7 separate regions of the Mus musculus genome follow, and all the other regions are linked to region 4. A link is a contact called in public ChIA-PET and HiChIP or PLAC-seq data. All regions are on one chromosome and are shown on one strand. The core of a region is the stretch at or near the end of the contact, and the rest is flanking DNA. Distances in the headings are between cores, read along the strand shown. Region 1 holds the start of Dnajc5 (DnaJ heat shock protein family (Hsp40) member C5). Region 2 holds the start of Tpd52l2 (tumor protein D52-like 2). Region 3 holds the start of Uckl1 (uridine-cytidine kinase 1-like 1). Region 4 holds the start of Dido1 (death inducer-obliterator 1). Region 5 holds the start of Tcea2 (transcription elongation factor A (SII), 2). Region 6 holds the start of Lsm14b (LSM family member 14B). Region 7 holds the start of Lime1 (Lck interacting transmembrane adaptor 1).

What was found. ChIA-PET counts read pairs in DNA pulled down with a chosen protein or histone mark. HiChIP or PLAC-seq counts read pairs in DNA pulled down with a chosen protein or histone mark.
Region 1: an H3K27ac HiChIP or PLAC-seq map of embryonic stem cells shows a contact between it and region 4, with 2.3 times the contacts expected there. The contact joins the promoter of Dnajc5 here to the promoter of Dido1 in region 4. A contact is called at or near these places in 3 of 39 promoter capture datasets (liver, neutrophils and pre-B cells), 1 of 484 Hi-C or Micro-C datasets (Sertoli cells), 4 of 115 datasets of contacts at active chromatin or transcription factors (bone marrow-derived dendritic cells, effector CD8 T cells, embryonic stem cells and 1 more) and 1 of 9 other capture datasets (liver).
Region 2: an RNA polymerase II ChIA-PET map of memory CD8 T cells shows a contact between it and region 4, with 14 read pairs. The contact joins the promoter of Tpd52l2 here to the promoter of Dido1 in region 4. A contact is called at or near these places in 2 of 39 promoter capture datasets (frontonasal cranial neural crest and pre-B cells), 1 of 484 Hi-C or Micro-C datasets (embryonic stem cells), 2 of 115 datasets of contacts at active chromatin or transcription factors (embryonic stem cells and memory CD8 T cells) and 1 of 9 other capture datasets (liver).
Region 3: a contact with region 4 is called in an H3K27ac HiChIP or PLAC-seq map of bone marrow-derived dendritic cells, with 4 times the contacts expected there. The contact joins the promoter of Uckl1 here to the promoter of Dido1 in region 4. A contact is called at or near these places in 3 of 39 promoter capture datasets (the HPC-7 cell line, liver and neural stem cells), 3 of 484 Hi-C or Micro-C datasets (embryonic stem cells, erythroblasts and muscle stem cells), 8 of 115 datasets of contacts at active chromatin or transcription factors (bone marrow-derived dendritic cells, bone marrow-derived macrophages, double positive thymocytes and 5 more) and 3 of 9 other capture datasets (adipose tissue, liver and pancreatic islet).
Region 5: an H3K27ac HiChIP or PLAC-seq map of embryonic stem cells shows a contact between it and region 4, with 4 times the contacts expected there. The contact joins the promoter of Tcea2 here to the promoter of Dido1 in region 4. A contact is called at or near these places in 1 of 115 datasets of contacts at active chromatin or transcription factors (embryonic stem cells) and 1 of 9 other capture datasets (liver).
Region 6: a contact with region 4 is called in an H3K27ac HiChIP or PLAC-seq map of thymic regulatory T cells, with 3 times the contacts expected there. The contact joins the promoter of Lsm14b here to the promoter of Dido1 in region 4. A contact is called at or near these places in 2 of 39 promoter capture datasets (cranial neural crest and pre-B cells), 4 of 484 Hi-C or Micro-C datasets (the G1E-ER4 cell line, embryonic stem cells, pre-B cells and 1 more), 4 of 115 datasets of contacts at active chromatin or transcription factors (epiblast stem cells, extraembryonic endoderm stem cells, regulatory T cell precursor and 1 more) and 2 of 9 other capture datasets (adipose tissue and liver).
Region 7: an RNA polymerase II ChIA-PET map of memory CD8 T cells shows a contact between it and region 4, with 11 read pairs. The contact joins the promoter of Lime1 here to the promoter of Dido1 in region 4. A contact is called at or near these places in 1 of 39 promoter capture datasets (neutrophils) and 1 of 115 datasets of contacts at active chromatin or transcription factors (memory CD8 T cells).

What each region holds. Positions count from the first base shown.
Region 1 is chr2:181,519,044-181,522,067 of GRCm38.p6, forward strand. Dnajc5 (DnaJ heat shock protein family (Hsp40) member C5) reads left to right here and starts at 1,442. Exons shown (of 5, transcript NM_016775.3): 1 at 1,442-1,654.
Region 2 is chr2:181,495,720-181,498,650 of GRCm38.p6, forward strand. It overlaps Tpd52l2 (tumor protein D52-like 2), which reads left to right and starts at 1,423. Exons shown (of 9, transcript NM_001373959.1): 1 at 1,423-1,613. The coding sequence starts at 1,595.
Region 3 is chr2:181,580,459-181,583,620 of GRCm38.p6, forward strand. It overlaps Uckl1 (uridine-cytidine kinase 1-like 1), which reads right to left and starts at 1,515. Exons shown (of 15, transcript NM_026765.3): 1 at 1,398-1,515. The coding sequence starts at 1,510. It overlaps Zfp512b (zinc finger protein 512B), which reads right to left. Exons shown (of 17, transcript NM_001164597.1): 17 at 1,645-3,162. It overlaps Uckl1os (uridine-cytidine kinase 1-like 1, opposite strand), which reads left to right. Exons shown (of 3, transcript NR_027289.1): 2 at 1-170.
Region 4 is chr2:180,700,465-180,703,379 of GRCm38.p6, forward strand. Dido1 (death inducer-obliterator 1) reads right to left here and starts at 1,638. Exons shown (of 16, transcript NM_175551.4): 1 at 1,497-1,638.
Region 5 is chr2:181,678,677-181,681,981 of GRCm38.p6, forward strand. It overlaps Tcea2 (transcription elongation factor A (SII), 2), which reads left to right and starts at 1,621. Exons shown (of 10, transcript NM_009326.3): 1 at 1,621-1,799. The coding sequence starts at 1,731.
Region 6 is chr2:180,023,679-180,026,649 of GRCm38.p6, forward strand. Lsm14b (LSM family member 14B) reads left to right here and starts at 1,309. Exons shown (of 10, transcript NM_001372364.1): 1 at 1,309-1,634; 2 at 2,957-2,971. The coding sequence starts at 1,508.
Region 7 is chr2:181,379,790-181,382,685 of GRCm38.p6, forward strand. Lime1 (Lck interacting transmembrane adaptor 1) reads left to right here and starts at 1,446. Exons shown (of 5, transcript NM_023684.2): 1 at 1,446-2,525; 2 at 2,698-2,755; 3 at 2,827-2,896. The coding sequence starts at 2,428. It overlaps Zgpat (zinc finger, CCCH-type with G patch domain), which reads left to right. Exons shown (of 6, transcript NM_001048148.1): 5 at 1-390; 6 at 586-1,004. The coding sequence ends at 724. It also overlaps a transcript of Zbtb46 not described here.

The DNA.
Region 1 (3,024 bases), core at 192-2,691, 820 kb after region 4:
ACTATCTGGGGCTAGTGAAGTCATGGATCACGTTGCTAAACCAGCATAGTCCCTAATTACATCCTAAATACTCATCCCTACACCTATAGGTTAAGTGTAGTTCTCACTCTTCATCAAGGAAAACATCTTCTCCAGATAGAGATCATTACAGAAATTGAAACTGATCAGAATGCAGATTGGTGGAGCCCAGTCCCCACAGATAGAACTCCACCACAAGTCCTGAACTTAAGGCTCAGAGATCATTGTGGAAGAAGGGGAGGAAAAGCTGCAACAACCAGAGGACCAGACAGTTCGCTCTAAGATTTATCTCCTTAAAATGTCAGAGAAGCTACATCCGTGAAGTAACATAACCAACATGGCTGCCTAACTGACCTGAGCAAGGACAACATCAGCTAAGCATGGTGTAAGGGAGAAAGCGCACAGGGCCTCAATCCTAGCTAACTAAGGAATTCTGAGAGCTGGAGAAATAATCAGTTTTAGGGAAGAACATAGAAATTGGTTTTCCCATAGCAAATGATCAGCCTTGAAAACATATACCTACTTAACATACAGACTGAATAGGCTGTATTTATATATTTAGGAGCTATATCACAACAAAGAAGAGGCTATGAATTTGAAAGGGTGAGTGTGTGTGTGTGTGTGTGTGTGTGAATATGAGAGGTTTGGAGAGAGGCAGGGGAAAAATGATGTAATTATAATCCAAAAAGATTATAAGAAAAAATGGTGGGCAGGCAAGAATGAAAGTAAAGCTGTAGGAACACTGGCCAGGAAGATTGGTAGCTCTGGAATAAAAAAGCACAGCACTTGAAATTGTTTGTTACAGCGTAAGTAGGCAAGGGTCACTAGGTTTATTACTTAGTAAGTGAACAGAGTGAACAAGGATTGTATGAGACAGAGTGGGAAGAAAAGTCCTTAACCGTCCACGCATATCATTGCAGACGATTCCTAAAGGATCGCTAAATAATGGCGGTTGATTTTTCAGTGACTGGGAAGAAAGGCAGGAAAGTCTTTTCTGGGTGGTCTCCAGGGATGAACGAAAATGTCAGTCCCAAGGCAGTACCTTGAGACGAAAATGAAGGTCTCCCTCTCTAGTTTTTTGGTAAGTAGTAATAAATTTTTTGAGGCTTATATGAAGCACTGAGCAAACAACTGGAAGAAGAGCAGTTTTACTCGCGGAGTGCCACTTGCCTGCCTTCCAGAGGCGAACCCGCAAGCCTAGGCCTTGCCTCTGCTCCCGGGCTGTAGCTTCCGGCTTAGTAGCTGCAGGCTCCGCCCACCACCTTAACCCTTCCCGGTGATCGTCAACTGGGGCGCAACCTTTCGGGGACCGAGTTCTACCGGAGCTCCGGAGCTTTCGTGCGGCGCTGCCACATTGGCTCCGACTATGGGCGGGGCCTCAGTGTTGGGTTCTAGGCGCTTGCGCAGCCAGCTCTGACCTGCCAGAACACACGTCTTTTTCCGGGGGCGCGCGTGCCAGTGAGTGAGCGTGCGCGTTCTTGCTGCCGCCAGTGTTGCTTCCGCCGTCCTCTGCCGCTGCTACGGCTGTCGCCGCCCGGGATCCTCAGGCCGAGCAGTAGGCCGGCCGGCTGCCCACCACTGCCCCGGGACGGAAAGCGGAGCCGCGGAACCGGTGGACCGGCGGGCGTGCCGACAGGTGAGCTCACTCTCCAGTGGCTCTCAAATTAGGTGGGGCCGCGGGGTTCAAGCTGCCGGAGCCGGGCAAAGGGGAGGGGAAGTGGGGCGAGGGCGCCGCAGCAGGAGGTGAAAGCTGCCCGCAGCGGAAATGGCGGCGACCCTCAGCAGCGGCGGCGAGCCCGGCCCTGGGCACCACTAGGCCCTGCTCGACCTTGCGCACGGCGGGGCGGCGCGGAGACGAGGCTTTCCGGGCCAACTCCGGTTCGCACGCGCGGCCGCCTCCGCGGCTCCCGGAACGCAGAAACTGGTGTGTAGGGAGGCGGGCAGTAAAGGCTCCGAGGCTTGTTCACATTCTGGGACGCAGAAATTGCCTTATAGTTGTAAATTTCAAAGGCATTTGATGTATAAAAAAACCCCTAGTTTATATACCTAGGGACGACATTTTAAGAGGCGATTTTGTGTCGTGCTCTTTGGGGAGAGAATTAGGGACTCATTCGTTTAGGCTCCAACTTGTGTTATATGGCTGGATTAAAGACTTGTTTTTCCTTGTGTCTAGGAGATGATTTCTCCGAATTCATTAAGTGCATCTTCGGAAAAATAATGCAAAAGGTAGCTTTAATTTGTTTTCAGATTGGACTTTGGGGAAATTGGGTCGCCGTTTGTTGGACGCTCAGCTGATCATTCATCCTTTATAGGCAGTGTGTCTCAATTGCTAGTGGTTTGTCTGTTTAAACATCAAAACGCTACTTAATAACACAAAGAATTATATTGTCCCATATATTGTCGTGGTTGCCTAAAGACAAAACTCTAATCGTAGGATAATTTTGTTCATTTATTTGCTTTCTTTAAGGAAAGCGTGATCTGTTAGGTGACATTAAAAGCCAGGACTTTCCGCAGTTTCTAACTTAATATGTGTTACGAATCTGTTACCTGTATCAGTATTTTCATACTTAGGCTGGCCCTGTGTGTGTGGACCGCAAGTGTGGAGCCAGTGGAGCCTCTAAATTCGTTCGGGTTTGGGAACAGGGTACCTGCCCTTGGATTCTTTAAGCACCGTGCCGCACAATCTCTTTGCCCCAGCAGCCTCCTTGCTAGTCTCTTAACCAATTTAAGTGCTCAACCCTTGACATTTTTTTCATGACCACTCTCATGTTCCTGTTATGTGAGATATCCTTCGTTTCTACTCCTCTGTTATTCCACTGTGTACTGCTGTAACTAGTCTACTGTCGAATGTTAGACTCTCTGCTTTACTTTTCCCCTCCTTGCTTAATTGTATACAGCACTTGACTCTTCGTTTACTGTGTTAACATATTTAACATTGTTTTTTAGTTAAGGTTTTGTTTTGTTTAGGATAGTCAGATAGTATGTGCCCAGTAAATACTTACGGAA
Region 2 (2,931 bases), core at 173-2,672, 800 kb after region 4:
TCCAAAAGAGGGCATCAGATCCCATTACAGATGGTTGTAAGCCACCAAGTGATTGCTGGGAATTGGACTCAGGAAGAGTGGTCAATGCTCTTAACTACTGAGCCATCTAACCAGCCCTGAAAATTCAATCTTGTAGGTGGGACAATTCTGAAAGAGGGGGAATATTGTTTTAAGGATTTTTTTTCTTCTGAAAAATATTAAGGGCCAAAAGAAATTGGAAGGCTTGCTTTTAGCAGAGAGTTGCCCAATGGTCACGACTTCCTCATTTGGAATGGGGCGGGGGGGCACTCTTGTTCTCCTGTCAGTGTTGACACACTAAAACCATAAGAACCTCAAAGCTCGGGGCTGGTGAGATGGCTCAGTGGGTAAGAGCACCCGACTGCTCTTCCGAAGGTCAGGAGTTCAAATCCCAGCAACCACATGGTGGCTCACAACCATCTGATCACGAGATCTGACGCCCTCTTCTGGCGTGTCTGAAGACAGCTACAGTGTACTTACATATAATAAATAAATAAATCAAAAAAAAAAAAAAGAACCTCAAAGCTCTGGAGTGATCTTTGGAAATTTACTTTAGCCTCAGTTTGCTCATCTGTAAACTGGGAGGGGGCGCCAGTGCTGGCTCACCTGATGCTGTGAAAAGAAAGTGAGAAAATACCGGAGTGCTTACACTGGGCTGGGCTTCAGTTATTTGGAGGGTCCAACAGGTCCCTGAGGTGTTCAGTGCTGTGTGAACTCTTCCAGTACCAGAATACAAGCCGCCCAGCAGCCCCCAAACAGCTGGCCTACTAGTGTGGGAATCCAGCTGGAGACAGCGGCACCTGCAGGGCAAGAAGACGAATCGCGCTCTCTACACTTTTAGTGCACTCCCTAGACAATAAAAAGTCTCCATAAAGAGGTTGCAAAAGCAAGTTAATTGGTACAATGTTTGCCCAGTATGCATTAAGCTCTGAATTCTCGATCCCCAATACGGTATAAATCAGCTGTGATGGTTTGCTCCTGTAATTCTAGCTCTAGGTAGGTGGACGCAGGAAGATCACAGTAAATTCAAGGTCGTCCTTTGCTGCAAGCAACCTGACTCAAAAACCAAAAGAATTTACAGGGGGTGGGGAGAGGTTGACAGGGGACTGGGGAGTACATAGGCCTGAGTTTGACCTGTCGAGGTGCAAAGTCAGAAGTCTTGTGGGCAGCCGAGGTTAAAGGTGGGAAGTCGGCGAACTGCAACACAATCCGAACCACCCATGCCTCGAGCTTCAGCTGTTCTGCCCTTTTTCACCCTAGAATCTTACTGTGGAACCAGACTAGAAGCATTGCTTCCTGCTTCGCTGCAGTCTGACCTATCAAATTGAAAGATTTGTCTTAGGTGGGGCCAGAAGACGTTCTTATTGGACACTACTTCACCGAGGGCGGGAAGAAGGCGGAGTACGAACCCGAGCGGAAGGAAGGCGGCGCGTCGCTGATTACGTAAGCGACTGCGGCCCTACAGTTCCACTGGCTCGTGTGTACGAAGCTGCCAGCTTGCAGTCCTCGGGGCTGGGCTCCTGTAGGACCTGCGATCCCAGCACCGACGCCAGCTACACCCAGCTGCCGCCTGAACATGGACTCTGCTAGCCAAGGTACCCGCACCGTGGATGGGCAGGGGCTGTGCCGCATTCCCGCCCTCCGAGTCGCGACTCGGCCCCCCCTCAGCCTCTGCCAAACCAATCCGCTGTTTCTCTTCGGCCAAGAGGCCCTTGACCTCAAGGCTCCCGATGGTCTTGCTGTGTGTGCCCTGGCGCCTCGGCCTCCCTTCGGAGCACTGCGAAGCGGCGTTCCTCGGCTCCCTCTCAGTTCCTAGAGTTTCATAACTCCAGACATTTCTCCTTAATGCGCTTCACCCTCTGTCCTCTCGCTGGCTCTGCAGCTCTTTATCTTTCGTTGGGCCGTAGGGGATACCACATCTGGTGCTAGGCTCCTGCGGAGACGTTGTGGGCGGCTCCCTACGGGGAAGGGGCGGTGCAACTATCCTTGTGTTTGGAGCAGCGCCTCTTGGGTGGTAACGCCACTGTAGCCTACTTAGAGATTCTCAAGGGAGAAGGGTTGAGTGAGTCAGGGGCACACCCAGAACACCAGATCTGTTGCCAAAACAGACACCTGAGGCCAGTAAGGAGTTGCTACGGAGAAGTGTGGTTCAGGCTCAGGAGATTAAAATCTTGAGAAGGTGGTACACTGGGGATGCTTACTTAACTACACTGGCTAAATTAAAAAAAAACCTTTCTACTGTTTGGCTTGCACTAACACATTACCTAAGCATTAGAATTTTGGGTTTTTATACATTCTGGATTTTTTTTTCTACTGTGAAGGGAATTTGCAAATTCAGAAGGCTATCTACTGTTTTATTTTCATCTTTAAGTAGTAGATTCTGGTCCCTGGAATGACACTGCTAAGGATGTGACTCAGTCATTGTTGTGTGACAAAATGTTTCCTGGGAAGCCAGGTGTGGTGGCACACGCCTTTAATCCCAGCACTTGGGAGGCAGAGACAGGCAGATTTTTGAGTTGGAGACCAGCCTGGTCTACAAAGTGAGTTCCAGGACAGCCAAGACTATACAGAGAAACCCTGTCTCGAAAAACAAAAACAACCCCCCCCCCAAAAAAAAAAACCTTTCCTGGAAGATGCATCACACATCTATCTACTCATCCCAGCTAGGGAACTCAGAACAGACCAAAGGTACAGATACCACCAAAGTCTACTTTAGTGAAGTAATGTGCATTATTAGGGTTATTTACAGGGATATGGGCAAGGGGTTACTTACAGGAGCAGAAATGACCCAAAGATGGTCGCAACAGCAAATTCCACCCCAACCTGGGTGATAGTTCACAAAGCTGAGAACCTTGAACACAATACACAGCCTGCAGGCAGCTCAACAGGTTGGAAAGTGTCCTTTCGAGGAGC
Region 3 (3,162 bases), core at 265-2,764, 880 kb after region 4:
CCTACAGCAGAGACTGAAGAGAGGAAGGCTCATCACTTGGACCACCAAAGAAAGGTCTCAAGATCCCTCTGCTATGGTTAAATCTAGTCAAGCAACCCATCCCGGTGCTACTGTGGAATTCCTGCAAGAGGCAGAAGGCGGTTCAGAGTCATCAAAGCCATTTTTACAAGGTAGACATAGGACTGGGGGATTAAAGGCTTTCATGGCCTCACTTGCCAACCTGCCTCCCCCCCCCCCCCCCAAGGCTCTGGGTGAGTACCTATTAACTTCTCTCCACTCTCTAATCCCAAATCCATCTCCACTTTGCATATCGACATGAAAGCCAATGGCGGTGCTGGCTAAGGTCAGACAACTCCAAGGAAAAGGCCTCAGGGGCAGGCAGATAGGGAGCCAGGTGCTGGGAAAGGCAATAGGAGAAACCTCAAGCTGGGCTTTAGTCTACCAGCGACTCCCTCCCCTACTGCTGCCAGTGCCTGAGGCACCAGGGCAGTTTGTATCTTCTCAAGGTGTATCCCCAGGAACCTTCGGAGGAGGAATTTGGCCACGGCCTCACAAAGTCTGACTCCTGGTCAGAATGCCTGGAGTGTGTGAACTAGCTGGGATTCACCTCATCCACTGCCAGCACCTCACTTTCTAAAGGCGTCCGGGGTTACAGCTTCTCAGGCGGTGCACTGTGGCATGCAAAGCCGGAAGACATTTGGCCTTCAACTGACTCATACAGACCGGAAGAGGTGTCACGAGCAGTTTCCAAGCATGGTCACTGCCCCCTGGCGGCCACGACCTAGAGTTGCTACAAGTGATGATCAGGCCGAGTGAAGACAAGGACCCTTAAGTCTCCTACTTCCTACAAGGACCCTTATCTCCCCTTCCATTCTCCTGAAAGCCTCGAAAGTCTCAAAGGCCCCCAAACTCTCGGACAGGTGGCAATCACCACCCCATCTTACATTCACAAGCACCACTGGCCGCCAGGTGCAACTTTGCGCTCAATTTCGACGAACTCAGAAGGTCGAACACGCCTACCGCCCAGCTGGGGGCCCAGAGCCAAGTGCGCACCCACTAGGAACAGAGACCCACGCTAAAGATGTCAAACAGGTTTCCATTCTCAGTGCCTCCAAAAGCTGGAGCTTGGGCCAGTTCCGCCTTCCGTCCGCTGGGGCCCTCCAGGTCGTCTGCCACCTCCCTCTCCCTGGCAGGGGGTGGCTGACACATAGCCCAGGAGGCCCCAGGGCGCTGGAGAGCCGCCGAAACCTGTCCAGGATCCACAAGGCTGTAGAGATCAAGCTGCCCATCTATGGAGATGCCGGGAGCCGTCCCGGCTCTAGGAAGAGATGCAAGCCGTGCTCCGACCCCTCCCAAGAGACAAGCGCGGCCCCTGCCTTATTCAGGCCCGCGCCTACCGGTCCTCGCACGCCGTTTCATTCTGCTCGGCCTGGCGGCCAGGCACGTCTGGGGCCACAGCAGACTGCAGGGGCGAAGGGGCGGCGCTCATTGAGGCCGGCGGCGCAGCCATGGCGTCCCGAACCTGGCGGAGGCCGGGGAGGCGCACCGGGAGGCAGGCACGCTGCGGACTACAATCCCCACAAGGCCGTGCGGCAAGCCCCGAGAATGACCTTTGCCTCAACACAAACTCAGCCACACAAAATCCCTGGAAAAAAAAAATCAATAAACATTTATTTGATACAGTGACTTTAATACATAGTTGATGGCCCACCACCGCACCACTCCGGGCCAGGGGATGAGGATGAGGACAGATGACCACAAGGCGGGCAGGACCAAAGCTCACCTCAAAACATCTTGCAAATAAAACACTTTGTAGATAGAATATATATGCATGTATATCTATGGTTACAAGTGATAGCCAGAAATGCACTTGTGTAATGAGAACTGCATTATAACCAAACCAAGGAACCCAAAGTTTAGGAGGCGCTGCAGTCAGGTATGTGGGGTGACCTGGGAAACCAGGTCTCCAGGGCAAGGGACCTGGGTTTCACCCAACAGGGGAACAGCTCTCCCTTCAGAACCACCATAGGGACAGGAAGATCCCAAAGCCTCCAGGAGGCACCATCATCTGCCTGTGCAGGAACATAAAGTGCACCCTGGTTCTGCATGAAATGTCTGCCCTTGGCACTTCTGTTTTTTTAGGGCAGGGCAAGCGCTGAGCCAGAGGTAGATCTGTAGAGACCCTGACTTTTGCATTTTGCCAAGGACCCAGGGTTGGTTTGGCCCTCTAAGTCTATGCCCACCCACCTTCTGTAGCTCTGCCATGATGGTCCCTCTTACTGAGGATCTGTGTAGGCTGGTGGTTACCTTTGGGCCATAGTAGGGAGGTGGGCAGACCGATGAGCCCTGCCACCATGGAAGAGCTTTACAGTCTAGTTTGCCACTACTTACCAGTCACCACAGGCTGGTACCTATCCAACTGCAGCTTTTGACAGCTGCCCCAAAACTGACCTCAAAGACTGAGTTAAAGTGCTAACATCAAGTTACCCAGAACAGTCCCATAGCAAGGCTGTATATGGGCTTTCTGGTTCGTCCTGGAAAACTCAGCCCCCAGCAAACCCAGGTCCTACTTCTCCCTACAAGTGCCAAGTACCTGAGAGGCTAGGGTGGATGGTCACACCCCACAGAGGTGTTGTGAAAAGTGCACTTTGGCCCCCTTCCCTTCCACAGTTGCACACAACCACTCCAAAGCCCCAGCCTACCCTTTGACACTGGATCATACCCACCTCTGTAGCCACCTCTGACCACATCAAAGTGTGTAGGAATTGGAGAGTCCATTCAACACCTACAACACACCAGGCCATGGTTACCTTGCCCAGAGTCAGAGCCTTTCTAAATACATGTGTACAAGGACCTCACCCCAAATCTCCCTGGAGCTGGCCTTCTTGGAAACGCTCCCTGCTGAGGCTGGGGGCAGGTGCTAGTCAGTACCACAGCAATACCTTCGGCACCAGGAAACCCTTAGCACCATGACATTAAGATTGTTGAGTTTTGTATAAAAAAAACCCAGAATTAAAAAAAAAAAAAAGAAAAAAAAAAGGTTGCTACTTGTCACAGCAACAAGACTGGCATCAACAACATCCAGGAGACACACAGAGGCAAATATCAAAATTCACATCATCCAGGATCAGAAGCAGAGACCTCAGTCCACCCCTACCAACA
Region 4 (2,915 bases), core at 388-2,887:
GCGTGTGCCACCACTGCCCGGCCAGAATTAGTCTTTAAAACTATGTAAATTGCCCACTCACATTCCCTTATAAAGGTCTCAAAATGACCACTAAGAAAATAAACTAAAGCCTTGTCAACATGTTCTGTCTCACAGGCGAGCCTGCACACTCAGAACAAATGAGCACAACTCAGACTTTGGGCTTTGACCTCCTCTTTCCAAAGAGCTCACTATCACTGGCTGCAAATCACACAACCTTTGTAACCGAATCAACACAAAACCTCAGAGACTACTGGGTTTCTATAAAGGACCCAGTCATCTAAGACTTAAAGGAGACTCCACTCAGCAACAATTTCTTAGTTGGGGCTTGAGCATAAGAAACAGATTCTACAACACGGATCACTATGTAAGGATCTAAGTGCAACATGAATCTTTGCTCTTCTGGGTTAAACCGAAGTCACCTAGTATCGAAGGGCAGATGTGTAACATGGTAAAACATGCTGTGCTGACAGAAGTGTACAGCCTGGCACAGACAGTACTCATATGCTGAAGAGAAATCATTACTTGAGGTGCTCAGCACTGACTGAATTAAGACTCTTTAGCCTATTAAGACAATACCTACCAGAAGAGGTACAGAGAGCTTTTCTGACAGTAGAAAACTTCTGCGAACGACAGAAGGCAGGAAGACATCCCACCTCGCCTTCAAGACCTACCTGAGCTCTCCTCAGGTCCCCTAGCACACGTTCTCAACAAGCTATTATGATGCTACACATGCACTGATTGGCAGGAGGAAAGTGCTGGTCATGAGTGCTGGCAGGGGTCATCAATTACACAATCTTTTTTGTGTGCTGTTTGTCATCCTTACACAACTGAGTTTGCCTGACAAGTGTAACAAGGAGCATCCTTTTGTGGAAAATCAAATATACACAACATTCCCAATCAAACCCAGGGCCTCTTACTCAAGAGTCACTGTTGAGATCAATCTACATTAACACACACCTGGCCACCAACACTGGCAAGAGGCAATGAGCGCCCAGACAACGCCCAGGCCCTACACAGGGCTGAGGCTGGATCTTCCCCGAAGTCCCCCATGAGATATCTGCTCGTACACCCGCAAATTCGCGCCCAGGCCCAGTCACGTCCTACCACGAATGCCCTACCGCAAGTGTCGAGAACCTGCGGCCTCGGGAGGCTGGGCCCCTAACTCCGACTCAGAATCAAGGGCTCCACAGCCTCCCAGACCCAGACCATCTTGGACTACACAAGACAACCGGTGATTTCGGCAGAAACCAGACGCAGACCGCCCGCCCGGCCGGCCGGCCTCGCGCGCTCCACCGCGATCCCTCAGCCCGGGGCCGGAAAGGGCCCCGCGGGCCGCGACGCCATTTTCTCGGCGCCATCGGCGCCGCTCGCTGGAACTAGGCTGCCGGCATGGCGCCGCTCCACCTTGTCCGGAGTCCAAGTGCCGTTCGGGTCCACACGGCTTCCGCCCTCCTTCACAGTACAGAGTCACTTACCCCGGCCGCCGGGATCCCGCAGCCATTTCCAGAGCTACCACGGATATAGAGCAGAGACCAGCGAGACTACCGTCCTAGAGTGGTAGGCCGCGCGGCAAGCGGAAGAAATCGACCGGCCACCGAGCTACGGCGAGGCTAGAGCGGCTGTGCCGCCCTTCTTGCACGCATGCGCCACCCGGGTTCCCCGGAGCGCCAGCCTGGTTGGCCGGGCACGCTTGACAGATTCCCGCGTCCCGAACTAAGGGGCTAAGCTGGGAGCCAATGCCACTAAAAGGTTCCTCCAGCTATCCTTGAACAGCACCCGGCCCAGCATTCCAAAAGCTTAAACTCTGTGTCTGCAGGGACTGGTGCTTCGGAACAAACCAGCACCGGATTCCGGTGGGAAGGAGCCAGGAAAACCTCAAAGCCCTGCAGCTCTCGCCTATGGCAGGGCGTGTGCAGAGCGGGGAGGGGCGCCAGCCCTACAGGGACTCACTCCCTCATACTATCCTTTACTCCTTGCCCCGTCCATTTCTTCCTAAAAATGGACCAGGAGCCAAAGTCCAGGCATTCGTGCCTACAAGGGCCCCACCCCCAGTCCCCTCACGAAGGCATTTAAGAATTTCCCCCCCTAGCGCTAACTACAGTGATATTCCTTCACTGTCCCCCATATTACTTAAGGAAACCAGAAAGAGGTCGCAACGTGAACACTAGCCACATTGCTCTGAGGGCAGTTAATGCCGGGATAGACGCTCAGCTTTGCCCCATACAACCAGCTTCTTATTTATGTAAGCACACAGACACAACGCTAGGAAGCCATTCTTCTGGACTCTAACTTCGGCTTCCTGTAACAAACATGTGCTCCGGTCTAGTAAGGCCTCTCTCACATTGTAGAGGCCTCCAATGCTCCATTCAGAAGCCCAGGTCTTGAGTAGTTTTCTTTCTAACATTTCCCAAGATTACATGACAGCTCATGGGGCTTCCTTCAGTACAGTAGAAGGCTGCTTCTGCTTCCCTTGGTGAGATCCTTCAATACCACCTTTCAGATTCTAGTCAAGGAGGAGCCTACCCTGATTACTCAACTCTGCCCTTGAAATAAGTTCCCAGCATCCACAAGCGGCCAAACAACTCCAGTTCTGGGGATCCAGTGCCCTCCTCAGGCATCAGGCACCCACTGCATGTACACATACATAAAAGCAGACCATTCATACACATTAAATAAACATTTTTAAATATAAAAAACTAAAACCCAACATTTAACTTACAGTTCATTTTATTATGTGCAGTGCTGGAGATGGAACCCAGAGCCACCCTAGGGCCATGCTAGGCATGGAGTAATCTGTAACAGCTAACTTTAGATAAAATGCGTTTACTTGCACAGCACTGAAGAATCCGATAACAAATCACCAGCTGCTTTGCACGGAGGGCAATAGAGTAAAG
Region 5 (3,305 bases), core at 371-2,870, 980 kb after region 4:
TGTCTCTATCACCCAAGTGCTGAGTGAACAGGCACGTACCTGTGATGCCTGGTTTGTATGCAGTACGGTGGATTGAACCCAGGGCTTCCTACATGCTAAACAAAATACTATCAACTGCGCTTTCTAAAGTTGGAATTTTCTAAGGTTGCAATGTGGAAATATCTGGCTGGTGAGTACCAACCCCACAAGTAAGGACCCCTCAGGATTGAACACACCTTTGATCTGGCTTCTTGTGACATAGCTCCCCTGCTGGTGATCTACTGGATTTTCCTCAGGAAAGAGCCTGTTCTTGAGCAGATCTGTGGGTGGCTCCTGCCACCTACAGGCTGCTGTTGCTCATCATTGGGACCAGTCAGAGCTGGGACTACTCAGTAGGCAGTCCCTTGATGGGGTCAAGTCATCAGCCAAACACAGCATGGCTGAAGGTCCTGTGGTTCTCTTACTGCCTGTCTTGTGGTAGGGTCCTGAAAGCATTAATTCAGTACTCAAACACAGGGTTCCCTTTCCCAGAATTTTTGTTGTTGTTGTTGGGTTTAGCTTAGAGCAAGGGCCCAGCTCTCAGTAAAGGGCAGAATGAGAGGTGGTATGAAACTAGAGAGCTGGGTTCAGCCATCACTGCACCTCTGGAAAAGCTTTGTTGCCTTCAAGAAGTTCCATGCCTTTTTCTTATGGTAAAGATGTCATAACTGATTAAAACGGTCAGCTTAGGTCATTTGTGTATGTCATTTGCACTCTGGCCTCCTGGGTACAAAAAAATTCAGATTGACTTTTAGTACCAGCACACCTGCCACCATGTATAGGACAGAAGAAGAGCAGAGCACCATTCTCCCTTTCCTGGACGTGGTTAGGGTCTTCCTGAGGTAATGCCTCAGTAGCGGATTGCCTCAGTACCCTGCCCTGTTCTCAGTGTAAAATATGAATCGGAGGCTCCTGATCGCAGCCTCTGTCATTGTCACTTCACAGGTTGGGAGACTGAGACGTACAACAATGTGCAGAACTTGGGGTTTATACCGTTAGGTTGACTTCAGAACCTGAATAGTTCTCCCCACTCCCACCCCCCACCCCCGAGACAGGGTTTCTCTGTGTAACCCTGAATGTATTGGAACTAGCTCTGTAGACCAGGCTGACCTTGAACTCACAGGGATCTGCTTGACTCTCTATCTCTCGAGTGCAGGGATTAAAAAGGCATGAGCCTACATTGCTTGGCTAAAGCCTGAATTCTTGCGGAGAAACCGTTTCAGAGTCCCGGCCACCTGCGCAGCGCCAAGAAAGCCCCCAAACTCGGCTTGGTACCAAGTGAAGTGTGTGGAGTGAGCTGAGTGACTCTCGGAAGTGGAGGCGATCTAAGTGCACTAGTGAAGGCGCGACCGGCCGCCAGGGCAAGCTGCTCAGATGGGTTGAATTAAAGACCTGAGCGCAGTAGGGTTGTCCTTCTCCCTCCTCTAGGTCCTCCCTCCCCCTGGCATTCGGTGGGCACGTGGGGCCGTGGTCCGGCGGAGATACCTGCGGAACTACCTTTTCCAGCGGGCAATCAGGCCGCAGGCCGCAGGCCGCGCAGTCGTCTGGGAGTTGTGGTCCCGGGGGCGGGGACTCTTTTTTTTTTTTTTTTTTTTTAATTCTGTCGCACGCGGCCGCCAGGCGGAGGTTTGGACCGCGGATCTAGGCGGCGGCGGCGGCCGAGGTCAGGCCGGGCGGCGCAACCGGCACAACCCGCCGCCACCGAGGTAGTGATGGGCAAGGAGGAAGAGATTGCTCGTATCGCCCGGAGGCTGGACAAAATGGTGACCAGGAAGAACGCGGTGAGGGGCGCGGGCCGCCAGGACCCTGGGGCCCCGCTCCGCGGAGACCGTCTGAGCCTACCCTCGGGCAGAGTGATACCTAGCCCAGTCAGTCGAGACCCCTTGCCCAGGCCCGCCCTCCACCCTGTCCTGGGACTGCCGCTTCGCAATGGACGCCGCGTTGACCGAAAGCTACCCTCTGTTCGTCGCCCAGCGGTGGCCGCGGGCGTCCCTGGCCCAGCCGTTGTCTCCCCTGTCTGCCCCCCACCCTTCAGCACCAGGTTTCTCTTAATAAATTTTTCCCCTGCTTAGTCAGGCCTCAGGCAACAGCAAGTCGGTTTGGGCAGACAGTTGAGCCTGTGGCGTTGAGACCCCTGGCCAGTGTGGGCTTGGCAGTCCAGCCTGCCTTCCGACCATGGTCACCTGCGTAGCCTTTGAGGAGCATCCTTAGGGGATGATGGCACCTGCAATCTTGCCTTCCGTGGGTGGGAAGGGACTTAGGAGGTGGCTTTAAGACTGAGTGACTCTAGAGCATCCGCAGCACCGCTCTGAGGGCAGCCCAGATAGTGGCTGAGTCATGAGTCTGTACAGCCTCCCCAGGACTGTGCTTGAAGTAGAAGGCTGCAGGACAGCTTTTGGGGATGAGCAGGATTGCTCTAGGGGTTGGAGGGCTGGGGTCTAAAACAGGAAGTAGGTTAAGTGCCCACATAAGCCTTTACACTGGAAACAGAACCCACTTTGCAATCATCTGGGCTACAGAGGCCCTGCTGGAGCTTCTTTCCGGTAAGAGAAAGCACAAATGACAAACTTGGAACTAAGGGTGGCAGAGATAGGATGGGAATCCAAAGGGAGACCCAGTAAGGATGGAAGGCCACAGATAGGACTGTACAGTTGAGAAGGGAACCTGCAGAGGTTCCAGTAGTCCTTGAGAGAGGCTCCTTGGAACAGCTGATGGTTTATCTGGGTTTTCATTATGGGAGTGCAGGGCTATTGTGGATGCATGCCCCTGGCTCCAAGGATCAGGTCTTCTTAGCAAAGTCAGCCACCTCAGGGCTGATTGGTGTACAGCTTACTAACTTAGGGCCATGAAACAAGGCTGCAGCCTGAGCAGATAAGTCACACAGATTGAAGGGTCAGCCCCAGCCCCTACCACGGCTGGATGGGTTGGTTTTCTCTGCCTCTTTGTGGCATATAAAGACAAATGAGCTCATAGTGGAAACTTGGAGGACAGCAAACACAATAGTGTTGGGTGTTAGAAGAAAAGGCTGTCTCAGTTGTAGGAAGGAGGTGTTTGAATATAACCTGGAAGTGGTAAAGAGAAGAGCAGCCTTAAGCAGAGTGAGGTTTAAGGTAGGAACCAGAGGAGCCTGCCTACCCTTGAGGTTCAAAGAACAGAGCTTAGGCAGAGGAAGAAAATCAGGGTTTTCTGTTACAGTACCTAGGAGGAGGGTGGTGACCAGTCTGGAAAAGAGATAAAAAGTGAGACTATGGGATTTGTAGGTGCTGGCTTTAAGAAAAACTTCCCTT
Region 6 (2,971 bases), core at 59-2,558, 680 kb before region 4:
CTGAGCTAAGAGTAAGACAGACCCCTGTCACAACTAAAACTAAAACTAAAAGAAAACAAAAAACAAAAAAACAAAACAAAAAACAGGCTCAGCAAGATGGCTCAGCGGGTAAATGCATTTGCTGCTAAGTGTGACCCCCTGAATACCCATTTCCGGGACCCATATGCTTCCAGGAAGCAGAGAACTCCTAACTGTCCTCTGGCCTCTACACATGTTGTGACATATGCACACACGGACACACATGCACATGCACCGAATAAGAAAATATTAAAATTTAAAATTGTTCACAACTATTCCCAGCATCCTCCGGCAGTGGTGGTAAGTTGATGTCACTACAGTAAGAAGTACGTTTTATGGCTCACATTTAAGAGAAATTGTTTCACAAAACAGTACTTGTTTTCACTATATGGGATGTTCCCTTATCTCCTCTTTCATTCTATTTCACGTTTATAAAATGCCAATCGCCACCAAATTTCTCATAGTAACTAATATTGGGCTCTAATCTGATGGTGGAGACTAACTGTAAATTAGCATGCGCTCATACATACAAAGTTACCCGCTATGCATGATGCGGAGTCAGCAACGCAAGAATGGGAAGCGATTTAGGGGGAAATCTCCCAATTTTATACTGCGGGCTGGGCTTTGGGCCGCAGTCTGAGGACGCGCGCACGCGGGCGGGAGTCACCCAAAACAGTCAGGGCTTATTTTAGGGATATCAGGCTTGGGAGCGCAGGGCTGCCCCGAGCTCCCCCTGCACTTTCTATTTCAGGGTCGCCCCCGCCGTGAGCGCTGCAGAACTGAGCAGCACCCGCCTGCCGGTTCCTTAGCCCCGGGGAGCAAGCGGGACTGAAGACGCACCTGGCCCGGCGCTGTCGGGGTCCAGCTCCAACAAACAAGAAAGGAAGACTGACAACTCCGCCCTATTAACACCTGGGCCAGAAGGGTGCCAGCGGCACGCGCGGAGGGAGGAGCCTGGCGCTCTTCCAGGTCCAGCCCCCGCCCCGCCCCCGAGTTTGCAAACAGTGGCCTCCCGCCTGCCCCGCGCACGCGCGCTTCGCCCCGCCCGCTCAGTCTCAGGCCCCGAAGCGGTGAGCGAGGCCCGCCGGGAACCGGCTGGGAAGACCCGGAGAGGCAGGTCCCCGGCCGGCAGCTTCCAAATGCGCAGGCGCGGCCCCGCCCACCGCCTGCGGCGCGGCCATATTTAAAGGGAGCCGGCAGCGAGGAGCCAATAGGCTGCGAGCGTACGGGGGCGGCGCGCGGTGGCGGGAGGCCCCGGATGTGGCTGCGGCGGCGCTCCTCCCCCGCTCCCTTCAGACTCGGGCTAAGCGCCTCGCTCTGCTCCCTCTCCGGTTCGCTCGTGGCCCGCAGGCCCCTAGGCGCGGCAGGAGGCGCCTCGGAGGCGGCGGCGCGGAGCTGCGCAGGAGTGGGAGGCCAGGCCACCGCGCGGCAGCGGAGCGGGCGGGGCCCGGCGCTGGTCCCCCGCGCCCTGCGCGCCCCGGCCGCCGCCATGAGCGGCTCGTCCGGCACCCCGTATCTGGGCAGCAAGATCAGCCTCATCTCCAAGGCGCAGATCCGCTATGAGGGCATCCTCTACACCATCGACACCGACAACTCCACCGTGGCGCTCGCCAAAGGTAGCGGCCCGCCGCCGCCGCGCGCCCAACTGACGCCCCAACAGCTCGCCGCCCCGCGCCTGCCCGCACAATGGTGTTCCCCGCTTCGGCGGGGGCTGTGGGAGGAGCGGACCAGGATCCTGCCGGTGTCGGGGGGTGGGGCGGCTTTGAAGCCGTGGACCTCCCCACCTGCGAGACGCCCTCGCGGGGCGAGACGCGCGCCGAGGCGGGGGGCCCGGGTCCGGCGCGCTCTCCTTGGAACCCCTTGGTAGCCACCGCCCGTCGAGTCGCGGTGCAGCCTCTCGCCGAGCTAGGGCGTCGGTTGAACTGCGGCTGTCCTGCTCTGAACTCTCCCGACCCTGTCCACTTGAGGGGTTGGTTTGATGAGAGAAGTCCAGAGTCGGTGCGCTAGTCGCGGCAGCGTGAGGGCCCAGAGCTTCTTTGTCTTCTTTCTCCGCGTTAAATGGGGCGCTTGTTTCCTTCGGCTCTCCAGAAGCGTGAGCGCCGCAGCCCGCCCGGGGTTAACGTGTTAGACCCTCGAGGGTGCAGATGGGAGGTTCGAGGCCAATCTGAAGCCAGCATGCTGCAGTCCTGGGCCATTCTCCTAAACCCTAGCCATACCTCCTATTTGAAGCGAGGCGCACAGACCCAGACTGGTGCTGCAGTGAAGGGCTCAGGGTTCCGGCTTTTTGTTCTCTTGAACTCTTCATGCTGCACTTGACGTGAGATCCCCTGTTGGAGAACCAGACCCAGAGTAGGCCCCTGTCCACAATAGGAGTTTGCTACTTAAAGCCTGCCACCAGATTCAGCTCAGCCCAGGAGTCTTGCCAAAGAGAGGTGTGCTAGCCTTCCTAGATCCATCCTGTCGAGGGTCCGTTGGGTCCAGGATTTCCTTATGAACATAGAAACTAATGTTGGGGGTCTGAGTTTGGAGATTTGTTCCCTTTGTTTCTGCAGCAACCATGGCCTGTTCTTTGTACCAGGGCTAGGGAGATTTCGTGCTTGCCTCAGAAAATCTCCTCAGCTGCAGCTTGTGATGAGGGCCTAAGGGTCCATCTGCAAAGTCAGATGTGAGAAAAGAGGTTCTACAAAGAGCTCTGCCCATCAGAGGGCTTTCACAGATTATCAGGGAACTTTGTGAAGCTTGGGATTCTACGGGAATTCTCATGTCAATTCCTGAACTACTGTCCCTTGTGGTCTTTGCCACATGGTGCTGTATAGGTATTGTCAGCGAGCTCGAGTAGCTGTTAGTTGTGAAGAGAGTGCTGTGTCAGAGGGCACTCTCTGTAGTCAGAAGCTTGGCCCAGGACAACAAGTTAACTGTCGTTTTCTCAACCCCTAAGTGAGGTCCTTTGGTA
Region 7 (2,896 bases), core at 196-2,695, 680 kb after region 4:
AGAAGGCCGGGTGGAGCCCATCCATGCTGTAGTGTTGCCTAGAGGGAAATCACTGGACCAGTGTGCAGAGATACTGCAGAAGAAGACAAAGCGAGGCCAGGCTGGGTCCAACAGGCCTCCAAAATGCCGGAGGAGTGGTAGTAGACCTGAGGGCCGCCCACCCCCCCGGAATGTGTTTGACTTTTTGAATGAAAAACTGCAAAGCCAGGTTCCTGGGACCCCAGATGCTGGGGTGGATACCCCAGAGAGAAGGAACAAAGACATGTATCACGCCAGCAAGAGCGCCAAGCAGGCTTTGAGCCTGCAGCTCTTCCAGACTGAGGAGAAGATTGAGCGGACCCAACGGGACATCCGGGGCATCCAGGAGGCCCTAACCCGGAACACTGGCCGGTATGTGTGGGATCCAGCTGAGGCAGTATGGGCTCCAGTGGCTATGCCCAGAGGATACCTGCTAAAGGTTACCTGACCTGAGTAGCAGCTGAGTCTGAGGTGGTCTAGATATTAGAGGACAGGCATTGGCTATAGCAGCTGAGGGCTTGGAAGTGGGGAGCCAGGAGGCAATGCTGACCAGCAGGCTCTCCCTAGGCACAATATGACGACAGCCCATCTGCAGGAGAAGCTGGAGGGAGCCCAGCGGCAGCTGGGTCAGCTGCGTGCTCAGGAGGCTGACCTACAGAGGAAACAGCGGAAGGCAGACACTCACAGGAAGATGACAGAGTTCTAGCGGCCCTGCCTGTATTGTGGATAGAGCCCTGGGACCCAGCTCCAAACTGCCTTGGCAGAAAGACAGCTGTCACCCTGATGCCTAAACAGCACCTGGAAGAGGAACCAGCCCCTTCTTAGGATGCCCCTTAATTAGCCTTGTCAGCCTAGAGTGTGAACACTGCTGAGTAGAGGTGGGACATCAGGGCTGATTTTGAACACTTATCTGCCCACCAAGCCCACCTACCAGTGTCTTGGGGTGTCTCCTTAGGACATTAAAGTGATTTCATCACAATTCTCTCAGTGGAGACTCAGCTGGCTTCAGGATTTCTGGGGACACAGGGATCTGTGTAGGTCCTGGGAGTAGACAGGTGGGCAGTGGGAGTACCAAATGAGGCCACTGCCTCTGTCTAGGGTCCAAGAGTCCAAGAGAAAAACATTCTCCCTTTTCCCTTCTCTGACCAAGTGGGTAAGAACCTAAGGTGGCTCTTCAGTCCCAGTACTCACAAGCAGGTAGGGTGTGTGAGATGGAAACACCTTAGGAATACAGTCAGTGAGAAAAGCAGGCAGACCTGGCTTGGGTGGGTTTGGGGTTCATTTCTGGTTTTTGGCTGCCACGATAATCCATCCAGTTCACCTGCTTTGTTCACCTCATTAATGGGTATCTGCCTCATTGGGGTGGAGGGGACTGTGCTGGTCTTTGTGGTAATTGCCTAGTGATAGCATTAGCCATGATGAGGTGTGAGGAGAGCAGAGACTGTGGGAGCAACTGCGCAAGAGCTGTGTGGCTGCTGGGAGGTGCTCTGAGAAACACAGGAAGTGAGGTGAGGCGTCACCAGCAGCCCACAAAGATCTTCCTGGCTGTCCTAGACAGGGCCAAGCAGCAAATCCCCGGTGGCCTCGGTAAGTGCTCCCTCACCCTTTATCCTGGGCCAGCCCCCAAGCCTCTCCATGCTCTGGGGTCTGGGAGGGTTAGTCCCTGCCTGGTTAGGCCATTGATAACTTGGCTGTAGCCAGGTTAGTCAGCTTGGGCCCACTCAGTGAAAGAAGCCTACACTCCAAGCCTGAACAGACAGGCCCTCACCTCAGAAGGCTGTTGTTCACCCCAATTTTACTTACCTTTAACGTCTGGGTGAGACCCTAATCAGCTCTGCAAAGGGTAACTCCAGGGAAGCCCCAGAGCCCCGGGAAGTGTGGAGTAGGGTGGGAGTACGTGGCCCTCATAGCAGCTCCTCCTGTTCATTGACACACACCTCCCCCACCCACCCTTTCTGTAGTGAGTAGTCTAGGAAGATTGCCTGACACAGGGGTCACTCTGTGGGCATTGGTGGCCGGAGGTGAGACCTGTGGTCTGTGGCTCAGAGTCAGAGTGAAGTCAGAGATTCCCCAGGTGATGGGCTTGAGCTCCAGTTATACACCCTTGTTCAGTTGAGGTCATAGCTACCCTGGCCATGCTCCTCTATCTCCATCTCCATTCCTGATAACTAACAGGGATAGGCAGAGCACTTCTTACCAGGAACCCTAGCTAGAGAGGGAAAGGTGGGTCCCCCTAGAGCACGGCAAAAATGCAAGGCTTGGGGGTTTCCGGTGTGCTGAGTCAACCAGGGAGAAGGAACCCACTAGTGGGCAAGATCTGCAAGTAGGCTGCAGCTGTACACTGCTCTCGCAGCCAGCCCCCAGTGCTCATCTCTTCTGTCCCCAGGGCTCTCTTCCCTGTTTCACAGGATGAGGCCACCAGTGCCTTCAGCCCCACTAGCTCTCTGGGTCCTGGGCTGCTTCTCCCTGCTCCTTTGGCTATGGGCACTGTGCACAGCCTGCCACAGGTATGTGCCTGGGATTCTGTCTGCCCTCACCCTGCATGGTTCAGAGCCAGAAGTCACGATAGAGAAGTCCATATGACGGCTCTATATGTGCTTCCACACTGAGCCTGGGCCAGCATCTGACTACCTGTGCACCTTCCTCTGCCTACTAGACTAACAACACTCTTGCCCCCAGGAAGAGAGCTCAGAGGCAGCAAACTGGGCTGCAGGACAGTTTGGTACCAGTGGAAATGGTGAGTGCCAGACTGTCCCAGGGGCCAGGGTGAAGACAGCAGGGAATCAACCAGCCTTCCTTGCTCCCTAGCCACTGCTGAGACAGACCCACCTCTGCTCCCTCAGCAAGTCTGACACCAGACTGCATGAGCTGCACCGAG